Linked DNA regions of Xenopus laevis: region 1 is linked to region 2. A link is a contact called in public Hi-C data. All regions are on one chromosome and are shown on one strand. Each heading gives the region's core, a stretch centred on a gene start, on an enhancer-like site or on the middle of the called end of the contact. The rest is flanking DNA. Distances are from core to core; before and after follow the strand shown.

What was found. Hi-C and Micro-C count contacts between places; a contact is called where the count stands out from the background.
Region 1: a Hi-C map of animal cap shows a contact between it and region 2, with 4 times the contacts expected there. The contact joins the promoter of LOC108715096 here to the enhancer-like site in region 2. A contact is called at or near these places in 2 of 4 Hi-C or Micro-C datasets (the XL177 cell line and animal cap).

What each region holds. Positions count from the first base shown.
Region 1 is chr4S:70,425,993-70,431,581 of Xenopus_laevis_v10.1, reverse strand. It overlaps LOC108715096 (G-protein coupled receptor 54), which reads left to right and starts at 3,605. Exons shown (of 5, transcript XM_018259929.2): 1 at 3,605-4,309. The coding sequence starts at 4,045.
Region 2 is chr4S:70,342,311-70,348,165 of Xenopus_laevis_v10.1, reverse strand. No RefSeq gene overlaps it. Among protein-coding and RNA genes, the nearest start is that of LOC121393304, 33 kb to the left of the region's middle. Within about 2 kb of position 4,060, at least 1 of the 7 cell types and tissues checked has an H3K27ac peak or open chromatin away from gene starts, as enhancers often do. A contact at or near this core is called in animal cap, where this site is marked.

The sequences.
Region 1 (5,589 bases), core at 2,356-4,855, 84 kb before region 2:
TACAAGTCATTCAGAACACATTCCAAGAACAAGGTGCAAGGAAGCTAAGATCCTACTTTAAAAAGAAGTTTTACCAGTGCTGTGCCTTAAGCCAGACTTTCAATCAGAGCACATAATGCATTGGGCAAGGGCCAGATGTAAAGGGCCCATTTACTTAGCTCGAGTGAAGGATTAGAAGAAAAAATACTTAGAATTTCGAATGGTCGAATATGGCTACTTCGACCATCGAATAGGCTACTTCGACCATCGAATAGGCTACTTCGACCTTCGACTACGACTTTGAATCGAACGATTCGAACTAAAAATCGTTCCACTATTCGACCATTCAACAGTCGAAGTACTGTCTCTTTAAAAAATACTTCGACCCCCTATTTCGCCACCTAAAACCTACTGAGGCCAATGTTAGCTTATGGGGAAGGTCCCCATAGGCTTCCTAACAATTTTCTGATCGAAGGAAAATCCTTCCATCGATGGATTGAAATTCTTCGAATCGTTCGATTTGAAGGATTTAATCGTTTGATCGAACGATTATTCCTTCGATCGTTCGATCGTAGGAATAGTGCTAAATCCTTCGACTTCGATATTCGAAGTCGAAGGATTTCAATTCGGCAGTCGAATATCGAGGGTTAATTAACCATTGATATTCGACCCTATGTAAATCTCCCCCTAAGTGTCTCATGAGTAGCAAGAGGCCTGCAGTGCAATTGGGCAGGGAGGCCTAGGGGGATGACAGGACGTTGTCAAGCAACTTTTCCCCAGGCCCCCGGACTTGTCAGAGGCATTATTTTGCAGGTGAAGAATTTAAAGGACGAATTTCCACAAGTTATGCTCTACACAATACAAAATTCTAGTAAGGAAAGAATGATTAAACCAAGGAGAATAGTCACATAAAAGCAATAGAATCTTTTGCTCCAGCCCAATAATTGCCATCAAAGCTTGAGTAACTTGCACACAGCAAAACTAAAGAATAATTTGCTTGTTACCCCTTTAGAACATTTACTCACGGTTATAATGTTTAACTATGTCTTTAATTATCCAATAAGAGGAATGTAATTGACAGGTATAATTTCATATCAAAGGCAGAATTAATTTTTTTTTAAAAAATTACTAACCAGACAGCACAACCAAAACTTTTAAAACAATTAAATGATATTGTGTTTGTTAAATAGGAATTATTTTTCCCACGGATTAGCAGATATAAATATAGTTAGTTACAAGAAAATAAGCTTATTGTCTTGCAGCTGCATGCATACACAGGCATACAGGGCGGGTAGGATTGACTTAACAATATACTCCTTCTGGTGAATGTCTGTGCTGTCCTACAGGGCAGATATAACTCTTTATAGTTATATGCAAGTTCAGACACGCACTAGAACCTTTTTGGGCTGGTAACTGCATTTACTCGTGCAGTTATTTGTTTCCCATTAAAATGACTGGAAGATAGCAGTGGCCCTAAAAAGCAAATTGTGGAAATATATATATATATATATATATATATATATATATATATATATATATATATATATATACATATATATATATTATAATAGATATATACACAGTATATATGTCTGTTTATATTGTTTGTTTTAAATCAATGGCTCATTTAAGCCATTCAGCTACTTAGAGCTTATACTTACAATATGACTCACATATTCAAATTATAATTATAGTTAAATAATTTAATAATTTGAAAATTTTTTGCAGAGAAAGAAGGTGTTTTGTAGCATTAAATAGGTTTAATTAGACTGTTCTTTTACAATTTGTTAGAAGGTTATAATGACATTCTGTTAGAAATCTCTCTTGATTATGTTCGCACAAGTATTGTATTTATTTTAATGTACCGTAAGTCTGGGAAGTTGGTTAATGAGAGAGTAGTTAAAGTAGAAACAGAGTAGAAAAAAAATATAAATGGTACTTTGTTGCTAAGCACTGTTTCTCCTCATTTTAGGATGTTAATGCTTCTTTGTCTAAAAACTCATATTATCCTATTGTCCAATCCTATCTATTTAGAAAAAAACAACATTTATATGTTACAGTCTTCCCAGTAAAACCAATCAGAACTTTAAATGGAACATCACTTAAAATAAAGTATTTTAACACTTCATTTACTAAAGAGGCAAAACTGTACAATTCACCATATTTTAACCCATCGGGCAACAGTCTTTCCAAGCATTTTAGTGCAATTGCACCCAGTGCCATCAGGTATAAAATGTTGTGCCCTGCACAACATAAAAAACCAAAGCTAGTAAACTGTAGGCTAAATGCTGCAACTTGCACCTATAAGTAAAGTGAGGCTTGCAAGTGACACAAGGACATGGATAAACTTCAGTTGTGTGAATTTTCAACTTGCAAAAAAATTGCAGTTCCACTCAGAATTGGAGTGCTCTACCTCCTCCGTTTCCCGTTTGGTTCCAGGTGCTGTTGCAGTATATCGACCAGGCCTGCATAGGTCAGAAATTCAGATCAAAGTATTCTATTCACTGCAGCACACTGGGAGTTGAATATTTGTGCAACAAAGTGTTTTATTAGCTCATAGTAGACATACAAAGCAGGCAATGTTTCGGACCCCACTGGGTCCTTTATCAAGCCTATACACACCACACTCTGTGAATGTTAAGAGGAGGGAATATACTCATGTTATTACATAAAAAGGAGATGCAGTGGATTCACAGATTAGACTCAGTCTGGCCACGGGGATTTAAAGTTTATACTCCGGCCATGTTTATCTACGATTGATTGGGTATGTAGACATTTTATGTTATGAGATACAACATTTTTGTAACACTATATCTGAAACACAAATATTATGGTTACAAATGTCAATTGTTAAATGTTAATTGTTTTTTCTTTTCTTTTTCTAAGGATATTGAACCATAGGAATCTCTGAGTGCGGGCACCAGTTTCTGCAATTCTGAAGAATCACACAATAAGGTACCTTTAGCGTCTCAGATGTCACTGAAGTGTAATATAGTTCAATATGGTTCCATTTCATTCTATTTACTTATTTAACACTTACAAATGATTATGCACTAATCGATTTTTTAATTGACTATAAAGGACTTTTTAACGTGATTGGATGTACTTACCTGAGACCCCTGGACTGATGTACATAAAACCAGGATGATGGACACTTTCTTCTAATCAGCACATTGGATGTTATATGGTTTATTTCCCTCCAACTTCCCCTCCCCATTTATCTCCCCTTCCAAAATTGGGAACACTACTTAAACATTCACAGAGTGTGGTGTGTATAGGCTTGATAAAGGACCCAGTGGGGTCCGAAAAGTTGCCTGCTTTGTATGTCTACTATGAGCTAATAAACACTTTGTTGCACAAATATTCAACTCCCAGTGTGCTGCAGTGAATAGGATACTTTCATGGTCACTAATTGGTCACTTACAGATGCAACACATATAGCAAACCCTGAGTTACATGAGGAAAATATCCACATATTTAAATGTCTCCAAAGCATTCCAGATAATAGATCCTATATACCTAAAACATAATATCATGATCACATCATTCTTTCTTTCCTCTTAGCTCTCATGTGTGATGAGCATGAAAAAAAAAGGTTATATTCATGCCGAGCCCCAAAAAAAATAAAAAATAAAACACTACAGTAGCTGGGATGTGCTTTGCTGCCTGGCAACTGTACACCGAGGATTTTTCTTCCACGTGCTACCATTTGCACTATAAAGCACAGAATAGAGAGTTATCTGTCACTTCTGTGCTGTCTATGGAAGCAGAGCATAACCTCGCTCAGTCCTGGAAATGCACAAACAAAAAATGTCAAGAGGAAAGCTCCTGCAAGGCAATGAAACAAAGCATGTGAATTAAACATGAAAGGGCTTTTACCATCTCATCTGCAAATCTTTTTACTGTAAAGAATAAGGATTTTTGCACTGATGCAGCATTACAATATGGGTGTTTCTCTGTAAAATAAATATTGCTAAAAAGAAGGGCATTTTTCCTATTTGATCTTTACGCTGCAGCTGGGCTTCTACTCTTTAATCCCTTTAAACTTCTGCCTCCTACCTGTTGATGGCTCTCGAAGAAGAAATACTTGATGAGATGCTGAATCTGTCCTGGGGGACAATAAACAGCAGCATGTTGGGGGATGTAAACAGGACCAATGAATCCCTGTTGAACTGGACTGAGACTGGACCCCCACCATTATTAACTGATGCCTGGCTTGTGCCTCTTTTCTTCGCCCTGATCATGTTGGTTGGGCTGATTGGAAACTCTCTTGTTATTTATGTCATCTCCAAACACAGACAGATGAGGACTGCCACCAACTTTTATATAGGTAAGTAAAAGCAACTGGATATTGAGAATACCCAGCTGCAAGTGGAACACTGGTGTTAAGACTATAGGAGCTTAAAGCTGTGTATATATATATATTTAATATCTTATTACACACAAATTAATAATTTTAATTATCATGAAGTAATACATGGATATCAACATAATCTCTTTACACAACTGATGTAAAGTCATTGTATATAAAGTTGTATATTATTTACAGGGGTTATTAGGGCTCATTTGCAAACACAAATGCAAGGGATAGGTGCAAAACCATGCATTTATACAATATTATTATTATTATTAACATGTATTTATATAGCGCCAACATATTGCGTAGCACTGTATTAACAACTGTATTTGCCTTTATACACAATAGCTGAATCTTGTGCTGAAAGCCTGCCTGCTTTGCTGTTTCTGAATAAGATGTAAGGTACATGGTACAGTTTTCAATTTTTTTTTTTCCAGATACCTGTTGTTATGCTGGAATTTTGAAAACTGAAAGCATTGAAATCATTTTAGTTACAAAAATGGCAATTTGCACTTGTGCCTGTAAATGTGCCTAATTTTCTTTTCTATTAGAGAATAATTTTTGTAGCAAAAAAATGTATTTGTTCTCACAGGACATGAAATGATTGATAATGTGCGTCAGAGCATTTTTGGATTGATACATGCCTGTACCTTCTGTGTCAAGCAGTTTCCATTAAAGTTAAGATGGCAGGGCAGTTTTGGGAAACATGCTGATGGCTTTTGACATAAGCCTTAAGATTTAAACTAACATTGTGATGTTTTCTGCAGCTATAATAATTGCTATAAGAATTGCTAACATAAAACTTATAGGAATAGGTGAGGCAAACATTACTATAGAACTCATAGCCAGATCCGATAACTGCAAATCTATATCAGCCTCTTCATTTGACAAGCACAGCACATAAAACTGCAGTTTTCCAATAACATTCATGATAAATGCAGGTATTTTCTTCCTGAGAGATTTTCTTCTCAAGTAAGTACAATTTGCTGTAATATATGTGTCTGTACATTGGGCTTCTAATAATGTAATAATGTCAGCTTGCAAGATAGCAGGTTACTGTACACTTTTTCACTCAGCTATTATATTATCACCATGTTTGAGTATATGGGCTTTCAAGCCAAATTGGCTGCTACATACAGTACATAGAAATCAGTGGGGAGAAGTTGGTCAGTATTAGGACCTGTGTGTGTGTGTAATTACAGCAGACTTAGTTAATTGGGGCTAGTGGTACCATTAAGAGCATGACTGTTTCT
Region 2 (5,855 bases), core at 2,811-5,310:
TATCTTACTGTATATGCTTTAACCTTCCCATTCCAGTTATTTCTTTTATTACAAAGACATTTATACATATCATCCCTTATTTAACAAATACTTTAATACACACAGTTGAATCTGTCTGTCTGATAGGATATCACAAAGACTGGATAATATCTCAATGTATACCAACTTTTGGAAATGCTCAAGAAAGAATAACATAGCTCCCATTTTATAAGTACCCAGACACACATTGCCGGCTCAGGAATTGTTTGAAGATGAGCTCCTAAGCTGAGAGGCTGTAGCTGCACTTGTCAGACTCACTACAGTCTCCATAGTTTTGATAGTATTGGAAATGCATAGGAACTGTACTACTTTAAAGGAACAGTTCACTGTAAAAATAAAACCTGGGTAAATAGATAGGCTGTGCAAAATAAAAATGTTTCTAATATTGTTAGCTAAAAACTGTATAAAGGCTGGAGTGACTGGATGTGTAACAGAACAGAATACAACTTCCTGCTTTGCAGCTCTCTAACTCTGAGTTAGTCAGCGACTTTAAGGAGGACCACATGGGACATAACTGGTCAGTGAGTTTGCAATTGATCCTTAGCATGCAGCTCAGATTCAAAAGCAATCAGTTATGGCCCATGTGCCCCCTCAAGTCTCTGATCGGTTACTGCCTGGTAACCAATCCGTGAAAACCAAGAAAGCTGCAAACCAGGAAGTAGTGTTGTGGCTATTATGTTAGACATCCAGTCTCTACCAGCCTTTGTACATTACATTTTTAGTTAACTAACTATATTAGAAACATTTGTTATTTTGAATATTGTTTATATATATCAATATAAAATTGCCCTGTGCACTGTATTTACATATTCATTTTTTTTTTTTTTTCATTTTTACACTACTAATGTCATGAATGTGGAACAGGAGCACCTTATACTATCTGAGTAGTGGCTGGGCAGAACAGAAAAGCTTAAAGGAGTTGTTCACCTTTGAGTAAACGTTTAGAATGATGTAGAGAGTGATATTCAATTTGTCAATTTGCAAATCAGCTCTCCAGTTTGCAATTTCAACAATGTGGTTGCTAGGGTCCAAATTATCCTAGCAACCATGCACTGATTTGAAGAAGAGACTGGAATATGAATAGAAGAGGAATTGAACAGAAAGATGAGAATAAAAAGTAGCAATAACAGGGTTCTTAACATGCAGATGACTTCCTGGGCCAGTAACGGCTTGCAAGGATGAAGGAACTCCATTGAGTTTCAGAAGTTTTTGTCCAAGTACCCAGGTAAAGTATTGTGCATTGTGTTAGCCAGTTGAAAAGGTTTAAATGTTCAGAAAGTTTGCTATGATTATCATCGTAGTTAGTCGATAAAGGTATCACCTTTTCACCACTTATGTTATGCTTCTTATCAAACGTTTTACCCTATAACTTTTCCAAGAGCCTAGAATGCAAACTCCTTCAGCCTGTGCCACCGTATTAAGCAATGATCTTCAAGAAGCATGCACACTGGAAGCCTTCCTTCTGGGTGATATTGCAAATGCTGCTGTGAAGCCTAGGATCTAAAGTGACATTGCCAAATGTGGAGGCAACCAAGCCTGCGGGGGAGCTCCAGATTTGACCAGCAGGCGCAGAGGACTCCTTCACTGTCAAGCAAGCTGGTTGATGAGGTTTTTGAGAGGGCAGGACTATTAAAAAAACACAGTGGGTTTAGTTCAACTTTAAATGAACAAAAAATGAACTGCTCAAAAGATAGCAACAGTCTTATGCTATGAAATGTGCCTTCTGGCTCTGCAGCTGTCTGAGAGATGCTGGGACACAGCTCCAAGGGGTGATACAATATGCAGTCTTACCAATAAGACCATTAAAGGCACCATTTAGAACCTTATGATAAGATCTAATCCACATATTAATGAGAACATTTCAGAACAGTCTGTATGTTTTTGCTGACAATGACAGATATAGGTATAGCAAAAGCTCCCTCTAGAGTACATTACATCAGTTGCAGGTTCTCCTTTTTCCTGCATTAGTGAACAAGGATAAAAGAATTCCTAGATTATGCTGCTTAGATTTTTATATTTGGTAATGTTATTGCATTTGAATTGGTCAGTTAAGGCAGCCATACATTATAAAGGGCCATACACATGCCGATAAAAGCTGCCAACAAACTATATTGGAAACCCATCTCTTATTTAGGCAAAACAGGGCTTCACACAAGGCAAACACTTAATGCACACTCCCACAGCTCCTTACTCCCTATCCAACTCAAAGAACGATATCCCTCACTAACCTGGGATGTCTTCTCATATTGACAAGTCAGGCACTATGCGCAAACAGTGACTCGCACTATTCCAGCTCAGGACGTAGACAACCTAATGGATCCCCTATTATCAGACACAACACAACCCTCCACTTCCCTCTTGTATAAAATCTCAAAATCCCCATTGGAGGACAGGGATTTTGACAGGTATAGGTAAATGGCGACAACAAATTCCATATCTCACAAGAGACAGACTATTTACTTTACATGTTAAATTGTTATCATTTCTAAATTCAAGCCACTTCCATGCTATGTTTTTCAACATACTTCTCTCTTGAGATACGAAAAAAAGTGAGTTGATCCGACTCCATTGATTAAACAGTTTTGGAATGTGGTCACCTCCTACTGTTAACTCACATTACACATTCAGACATATCTCACACCTTCGTGGGCAATTTTTGTAGACACAGCAAAAGTTTTGAGACAAGAAATTAGCAAGCATGGTCTCGTCTGTTGGTAGGAAAGCTATATTGCAGTGCTGGATATCAAATCTACCTCCTTCACTTGAAATGATAATTACTAAACCCAATTATGCATAACGTATGGATTGGCTAGAAGCCACTATTAACAGAAGCAAAGAGTTACATCTTTTTTTGCCACCTGAACAAAATACATACAAACACTACCCCCTGTTAAACAACAAGAAATTGCCTATGTGTTCCAATTCACTGCTTATATTGAGGAATAAGTTGGGAACTCCAATACACGAGACACTTATTAACGCCCTGATAGTCTTTCATATGACACAACCCTTGATGGAACTGTGTGGGGCGCTAGGGTGGGAGAGGGGGGGGGGAGTGTTATCTGTTCTGTTCAAGGTTTAGAGTAATGCACAATGTACACTTCTGATCACTGGATGGTCGAAAAATGTGTAGGCCTACTCGAATTTACATTTGTGGCCCCATCTATAATTGTATTGGCATGTTTCACTCTGTTCTTTTTAACATGGATCTGCTTGGTGACATTAAAAAAACCAAAAACCTGACAACAGAAGTCAAGCCGACAGTTCGTATTGTCCTTGTTGTTGTGATCTGACAGTTCGACCCAAGGCCCACAATTGGATCAGCCCAATATTGCCTGCCTCAAGGTGGGCCTTGCCAAATGAGCAGATCTCTTTATGTATGGCTAGCTTAAAGGGGAATTCAACCCTCCACACATTTTTCTTGCAAACCCAAGTTATGAATTGCCAGCTGAAACACTAACTCAGCATGGCACTTACCCTAACCGATTCTGTGTTACAGCGATGTGTTTCTCAAATCTATATTGCATCTTCACGGCCGCCATTTTGGCTTGTGTACTTCCGTCTCCTCAGCAAAACTCACTTACTGGTATGCGCTCTCCAAACAGTTCATATCTCACCCCTCCTGTCTCTGTCCTCCTTCCCAACGTCTCCGTACACAGTTCACATATCTCCTTCCTTCCCCCTCAGCCCTCGCCTCTTGTACAATAAATACCGCTGCCTTCTGCTACTCCACAGAACTTGAGAGTGCATGCTTTGCTGTACCTAAATTTCTGAAAGCAAGGCTGATGAATGAGGGAGGAAGGCAGAGATTTATATTGTACAAGAGATGAGGGCTGAAATCTAACTTATAATTGCTGGGGGGGTTAAGGAGAGATGTTATCTGAGTACAAAGGGGAAAGAAGGAGAGCCGAGAATGGAGACACAAAGGGTGAGATATGAACATGACATGGAGCCAGGATATAGGTGTTTTATAACAGGCTCAACTGTTCATGTCCCTATCAGCACTTCAAGGAAGAGAGAGGAGGTGGAGAACAGCTCTGCAGCAGCACAAATCAAAGCAAAGCAGCTCATTTAGGAGTGGACACAACAAAAGGTATTTTGGGGTCAGACAGGGTTATTTGCCATTGTCTGATTGGCTTTACATGTCAAGGACAAACCCAGTGGGGTATCAGGAGAGTTGAATTCTTATTTAAGATCTGCTTGTTTGGGTCAATGCAATCCTTGATCTATCCGGAAAATAAATCCTGCCCAATCAACTTCAGGTTCATTTTCAGTCAGATATTGCTAGGGTGGGTGTCAGAGTTCACTGTATACAGGGAGATAAAATGATGAACTAGAGGGTCTGAATTGGCGGATTAAATCGATCCTTGTATGGCTATGCTGTGAAACAGATGGTGGTTTTTATGTAAATGCCCATTCCCCAAGGCATTGTTTTCAAAATCTAAACCATAGGAATGACAAATGCTTGTGTACAGTGCTGGCCTATTGTGGTCTACCCTGGCCACCAGCTCAAAATCTACAGCTAGGTCATCATCTATTCTTTAGGAACCATTGGGATAAAAATCCTGGCATATTTATCAAAGTTAAAGTTCCAAAAAAAAAAAAAAAATGTGTAAAATGTCTTATAAACACACAGGGGTTATTTACTAAAATCATGAAACAACAGAATCATAGGATTATCACTTGAAAACCACAAAATTATTTGGATTATTTTACAAAACCCAGTGCAGATCTGCCACCGACATCTACATGAACTTGACAGGTGTGAAATGGAGTACTTTTTTTATTCGGACTTTTAGCAGCATCGTGGTTTAATAAATCTCAAAAAATTCTATTTTTTTTTCCTCAGAAAAAATTGTGTTTTCCCCTTTAAAACGTCTAAAAGAAGAAATCAGACTTTAATAAATAACACCCTGAATTAGGACAAATGCCCTAAATATAAAAGTGTGTATGTCACAGATAGTCCTAAAAATACACAAAAATAATACACTTCAATGGACTTGACAAGTCTGGTAACCTTGTGTAGAAAACACCAGTTAGTGAAACTGAATATGAATTGAGGGCAACGGTACATGGGGAGTTGTCACTCACAGGAAATGTTTGCTTCCCATGGATGACAAAACTACCGAAAATACCTCTGCATTGTCAAGGTGAATATCCAGCAATAAATCAAATGAATTGTGTAATCAGCGAAATATATAAGGAAAGCAAATTTTCAGCAATTACACAATTCATATGTTTTAGCACTGGAAGTTCCCACTGACACCAATGCAAATGTACATTTTGGAGATTGTTCACCTGCTGGTAGTACAGATTTCCCATGGACAGCAAATCTCCCCAAGTGCCATCATCCTAACCTTTATTAAGCAATCTTAATAGCTATGCCTGTTTCTACACCAAATTGTGCAGCCTTTAACACTATCTAAAGCTGGCCTAGATGTGCAGATTTTTGTGACAAATGCTTGATCGTTTCAGTTTAACATCTACCACTAACCATTTTGCTTAAGGGTAGGGACACACTGGGCGATTTGGGGAGTTTTAGTCGCCTGGCGACTAATCGCCGCGACTTTTCTCCCCGAATGCCTCCCCTCGCTCTGCGCCTGCCTAAAATGAAAAATCGCCTGCGCTAATCACACGCGGCGATTCGTTTTCCGAAGTCGCCCAAAGTTTCCTCGTGAGGCAACTTCGGGCGATTTCGGAAAACGAATCGCCGCGTGTGATTAGCGCAGGCGATTTTTCATTTTAGCCAGGCGCAGAGCGAGGGGAGGCATTCGGGGAGAAAAGTCGCGGCGATTAGTCGCCAGGCGACTAAAACT